Linked DNA regions of Anas platyrhynchos: region 2 is linked to region 1. A link is a contact called in public Hi-C data. All regions are on one chromosome and are shown on one strand. Each heading gives the region's core, a stretch centred on a gene start, on an enhancer-like site or on the middle of the called end of the contact. The rest is flanking DNA. Distances are from core to core; before and after follow the strand shown. Region 1 overlaps GDPD5 (glycerophosphodiester phosphodiesterase domain containing 5). Region 2 has its middle 14 kb from the start of SERPINH1.

Region 1 (2,788 bases), core at 140-2,639:
TTAGGGAGCCAAAACAAGTTTGTTTCACAGACTACATGCTGGCCAGTTATGCTGGAGTACCAGCATCCCCCACAGGTCTGTCACAAAATTAGCGTATGAGACATTTGCTCACCAGTGTGGTCCCCAGACTGGCTTGTTGAGGATCCACAAAGTAATTGTTAATCTGATGCTAATTCTCTATCCACAGATAGAGCTGCCAAAAACACCTTAATAGTTTTATTCTCCTATTTTTCTATGCAAACAGTGATCACAATGCCCTCATAGAAAGACGTAAGTCCATAAACCAATGTATCATCCATACCATGGAGAACAACCAGACCACAGGTTCTGTAGCACACATTTTATTTTCACATATACCCAGTCAATAAAGTAATCTATTGCTAAAACTAAAAATCAGTTGATTTCTCTTAATAACAAATTTTCCAGTAAGTTCTTATCAACAATAATACTAAAAAAATATACTAAACCTACAAAATGAGTCTTTTATAGCTATCACAGATAAGGACACAAATTTTAGTTCAAATTCCATTGTTTTGAATGAAACAGATGACAGTCGAATTAGGGTCTGTTAAAAACAATAAAGTATTTATCTTCATACTGTGTTTTTCTACAAAACCAGTACAGCATAGCTAGCCCAAAAAATGTCCATAAACCAACAAGAGGCAGACCAGAAAAAAAAACAGACAACTACAAAGAAAAACCTGACAGGCTGCACTGAAATGTGCACATCACGTACATCAAAATAGCTCTATTTTGAAAAATCATTTTCTTATTTTCCAATTTTGCTTTCAGGTTTAGAGCACCTCTAACATCCTATTTTTCCCCACCCATCCCTGCCACCATCAGGATCAGTAAATTTCCACCAAGAGACAATGAGCATTCACAATCCGTGTTTTTCAGCAGTTCCTGAGGGTTTGGGAAAGATGAATCATTTTATAAATAAAGACCTAAATGCACCATGCAAGTAAATTGCACAATAAACTTCTATTTAAACTTATATATAACATATATAAACATATATAAGGAAGCATTCGTTTTCTTGTGAACTGAGCAACTTAAACACCCAGGTCAGCAAAGCTTTGGGGTAAAATGACCCAACCACACACTCTGTTCTGAAAGAGGAGCAACACAACCTTTATATAGATACAGCATCTCTCTGCTGAATTCCCCTGGCTCAAACCGCACATCGATATCGGTTCATTTTTCTGTTTGTTCAACAAAAAGCAACACGGAGGCTTGTTATCTTCCCCGAAAAGGCTCCTGATCAATGCCTGAGTTGTCTAGGAGAAGGCGAGAGGCATCACCCCCATCACACCCCCTCGCACAGCCCAGTGCTGGGTCACACCAGGTCAGGCTAGGAGAGCTTTTTTCAGCATTTTTGCACGATGCCCAGAGCTGTCAGCAGGGAGCAGCAGCCCCATAAAGATCCCAGCCGTGGAAAACCTGCTCCATCTCCTTGGGTTGCTTTGAGCATCTCGGGTTTCGTCCCGAAGTAGCTCGGGTTTCCTCAGGGTGAGCACTGCAAGGCGATCTGCTGGGCGCAGAGCAGTGCTCGATCTTTGCTCTCAGACTGCAGCAGCCACAAGGAAACAAAGCAGGCAGCGTTCAAACCAGAGGCAGATGAGGAAAAGAAGCTGAAGGGTGATGGGAGACCACCAGCCCAAGTCATGAAGGGTTGATGAGTTGATGCAACCCAAGTCCCAGCTCAGGAGGTGACAACGCCTCAAGCAGCCACCAAACCCACACCCTTCTGAGCATCCTCATCATGGATGTGAATGTACCAGGAACAGAAAAGCAAAGTGTACTGAGTTATAAATCATCTCTTGGGCTAAGGCAGACTGGAGAGGACAGGTTGAACTCCCTCCACTAAGCAATCGATGTTAAAGCCTTCAACAAGGGTAGGACAAAGAGGACTGACACTGCTGTCATCCCCCTATGCAATTAAGAGCTCACGTTGCACAAAGCAGGGCTAAAGAGGGCAAGCAAGCCTGGCCAGAACATATTCTCCCTCTAATAAGACCTGGCCAAGGTCTTATGTCGTAGCTAGGCATCAAATTCTGGCACAGCAGTCCTCATGCAGAAAGGACACTGGCTGTTGTTGCCTCTGAAGTGTATTTTGTCTTTTTTTTAGGGCCAGGATCAGTTGGGCACCAGCCCTCCTAGGTTGCAGCTGGCTGGAGACGCAGAGGAAGCTTTAACCTGAATGGTGGGGAAGTCACAGCCTGCACTGCTGGAGGCATTATTGGAAGGAAACCGAGCAAAACAGATCTGAGGAAGCAAGTCAGTACACACAAGCCTTCATCACCCTCCTCATCAGATTGGGGAAACGTTAGTTAGAGCAGAGCCAAGACTGCATACAGAAGCGATAGGTGAGATAGATGAAAGATACATAGAAAAAAGAAAAGAAAAAAAAAAAAAAAAGAAAAAAAAAAAAAAAAAAAGCAGTATCTTGGGGATAGGATTTCAGTTTGTCAGCCTGGATAATTTTGGCCACGTAAAGACAGCAGTGACATTCATGCATCTTAAAGGCAGTGCTATAAAACAGATTGCAGTGAGCTAAAAACCGAGACTGAGTTTCAAGATTTGGTGCACCATGGCTGTCCCATCCTCAGCGCTTAAAAAGATGCCACAAGGCCTGACCCCATGGAGAGAAGATCCCAGCCCCTGGAGTGGAATATTCCACTCTTGCCCCTACAGAGCTTGCAGATCAAACTTTGCATATTAAGAGGGACAAAACTTAGCTGAACCCTATCAGGGCTGCATGCAGCTGGTCAGATATGAGGCTTGT
Region 2 (2,961 bases), core at 183-2,682, 150 kb after region 1:
AGCTGATCCCTGCAGGAAGCACCACGTCCGTAAGAAGGGCGCGCACGAGGCACCCAGAGCTGCGTGCAGAGGCACTCGGCTGCCCCATAAATCACCTGCAGACAGGCTGTGCTAATTACAACCGGCTCTAATTGCTCTGTCTTTGTTATATATGGAGCAAAACTTATTGCTTCAGCCGGTTGTTCTCATGCAGGCAGCTGTCAGAGCAGGTCTGAGCGACCCCGCAGGGGGGTTCCCACCCTCTAGCGACTGCAAAGTCGATGCAGAATCTGCCCTATTGATGATATTTAATTTAAAATGTCTGTTCCCTGAGCATGAGATGTTTCATGGCAGATCTGTAGGGCTTTTTGTCGGGTTGGTTGGTAGTTTTTGCTGGCGGTGGCGATGACACCGGTGAGGCCATCAGCTCCCATCACACACTCAGGGCTTGCTGGTCTCCAGCCAGGTCGGATCAAAGTAATTAAAGAAAAAGAAGGAAAAAAAAAAAAAAAAAAAAAAAAACAACCCTTTCCTACAAACCAACCCCCCTTTTTGGTCGATTTTTCATCTGGGATTGCAGCTCTGGACTAAGCCCAGGGACAAATCAGTGCAGAGCAGACGCTGCCTGTGCCATTATCCACGCACCCCCCGAGCCACTGGTGCCATGGGATGCGGGGGGACGCAGCCTTTCCTTCTCCCCTGCACCCCTCAGAGATGTTTTGAGCTCCCTGCTGGGTGCTGAGGGCTTTTGCTGGCTTTTGGCAGGATGTAACCCTGTAGGATCCCACCATGGGGCCACCCCAGCCTCCTTGGGGGCTCCTCGCCCAGCAAGGAGCAGCTCCTCCAGCTCCATCCACGTTTTGTTCCCCCAGTCTGAAGGAGCCCCTCCAAATCCATCCTGCTGCAAGGTTTTTCCCGCACAACCCGCTGCTCCCTGCCTATTTTTTCCCTCCCCGAGGATGAAACGGTGCTGAGCATCCTCTGAGCGGTCGGGATTTGGGCAGGGTGAAGAGCAGAAGGAGAAGGACTCCCCCTCGCTGCCCTCCAGCGGAACAGCAGCGTTGACCAAAGCCTTGACAACTGAACCCAAAAAAGATGCGTGGGATCTCCTGGAGTGCCGCTCGGCGCCCCTTTGATGCTGCACGACCTGGGATCCAGCAGGGTATAGGAGTACCCGTACTATCGTCTCTTCCTTTCTCATGTTTTCTCTAATAAATTTCATCTTAAATGATATTTTGCAAGTTTTGAGTGATTTTCGTACCCAGGACAGAAGGGGAGTGCAGGACCCGAGGGCATTATTTCCATCCGTGCTCTCCCCTGCTAGGCAGAAATTACCCTATCCCATGGAAATTTGCCCCATTAGCCCCAAAATAACCTGATGTTATAACCAGGGGTATTGCAGCTGAGGGGATACCCCCTGCTCACCACCTGGGGGGGCTCCAAGACTTCTCCAGCATCCTCCAGCCTCCTCCAGCCTCCTCCAGCATCCCTGGTACCACGAGCATCTCCTGCTGGGACCCCGGGGATGCTGAAACCTCTTCACCACCAAACCCCGCAGGCATTTTCAGAGCCGTGCGAGGAGCAAGGAGCTGGACAGACTTCGGGGAGAGGCTGGAAAGGATGAGGCCAAAATGAGGATGCTCCTCTGCATAGGAGAAGCATCTGCAGCAAGAGCAATGCGGTGTTTAAGTGGCTACAGCACCCATCGCAGGGAAAAAGGAGCCCAAGAGGCAGCCCATGAGGTCTGGAATCTCTTCCATCCCTCTGTCTCCTCTTCCTTACTATTTTTAAATCTATTTCCGCTCGTCTCTCCCTCCTCGATACGCCTCAATGACACTAATATCCCGGAAAGTCCCCCAAAATATAATTGTTCTCTCATGTGTCAGCCCCACAGGGATCAGAGGTCGCTCAGAGACAGCAGCACGGGACCTTGTGCCATTTCTTGTGGTTTTCTGGCACTTTTTGAAGCATGGGAAGCTGTTGTCCATCACCATGCGCAGCCAGAAGTGTGTTCCCAGCGCAGGATCCGGGGCGTGGGATTGGGGATGGGACAGGGATTGTCAGCCTTGGAGGCTGGGGGAGGCTTTTGCCTCGATCAAAAGTCAAAAGAACACCGAGGAGGTGACATCAGGGGCACGATTTTCTGCATATCTGAAGCAAGATCATCAAGATCCTTCAGCTAACGGGAAAACGCAGGTCATGGGGCCCTACAAAACCTGCTGGAGAAGCAGCGAGCTCTCCTTGCTTCTCCAAAACCCCACGCCATGGGGTTTTTGGGGTGTCCCTCAGCCAACCTGCCCTGTCCCAGCACTCCCATCCCCAGCCCTTCCTGCACACCCTGCACATACTGGGACGCCCCCAGTGCAGGGTTACAGGGTGAGCAGATGGAGGAGAGGACTCGTTACACATCCCACGTTTTATGAACTTGCAGGGCCAATTATCCTATTAGCTGGAATTAGGGAGAAAACTCTCGTTAAATCGTTAATTCATCAGGGCATGCGCTGTCACAGTGACCAAAAGCATTTCTAGACTGGAGGAGTGTTTAAAAAAAATGATAAAATGGGGATAATAACCCAAGCAGTTTGTTTCAATTATTTTTTAATTTATTTTTCTTTGTCTGATAATTATACTTAAGGCTCCATTTTGCCTCTTTTTAGTGTAGAAGAATGGTGAAATAAAAGAGAAACCATGTTGCATTCAAATTAAGTGCAGTGGATTTCCCTTTGGGCTAGCAAATTGCCTCTTCTGACTTTATTTGTCCCAAATGAACAATGAATTCCATCTCCTGGAGCGACCCTTTGTAAAAAATCACCATGCCTCCGCCAAATTGTGTCCGTAACATCAGAGAGGGTTTGCCCAGCTCCACCACCACCACTACGAGAGAGCCATTTCTGGCAGGCAGTTCCTCCCAGCATGGACACAGAGCTGCAAGAGCTTCATCCTACCTTGATTTACCTTACCTTGATTTATCTTACCATGATT

The links. Hi-C and Micro-C count contacts between places; a contact is called where the count stands out from the background.
Region 2: a contact with region 1 is called in a Hi-C map of subcutaneous adipose tissue, with 3 times the contacts expected there. The contact joins two enhancer-like sites. A contact is called at or near these places in 5 of 8 Hi-C or Micro-C datasets (F1 follicle, liver, skeletal muscle and 1 more).

Annotation. Positions count from the first base shown.
Region 1 is chr1:205,226,847-205,229,634 of IASCAAS_PekinDuck_T2T, forward strand. All of the region lies in intron 8 of GDPD5 (glycerophosphodiester phosphodiesterase domain containing 5), which reads right to left. Among named protein-coding and RNA genes, the nearest start is that of KLHL35, 26 kb to the left of the region's middle. Within about 2 kb of position 1,390, at least 2 of the 8 cell types and tissues checked have an H3K27ac peak or open chromatin away from gene starts, as enhancers often do. A contact at or near this core is called in subcutaneous adipose tissue, where this site is marked.
Region 2 is chr1:205,374,084-205,377,044 of IASCAAS_PekinDuck_T2T, forward strand. No RefSeq gene overlaps it. Among named protein-coding and RNA genes, the nearest start is that of SERPINH1, 14 kb to the right of the region's middle. Within about 2 kb of position 1,433, at least 1 of the 8 cell types and tissues checked has an H3K27ac peak or open chromatin away from gene starts, as enhancers often do. A contact at or near this core is called in subcutaneous adipose tissue, where this site is marked.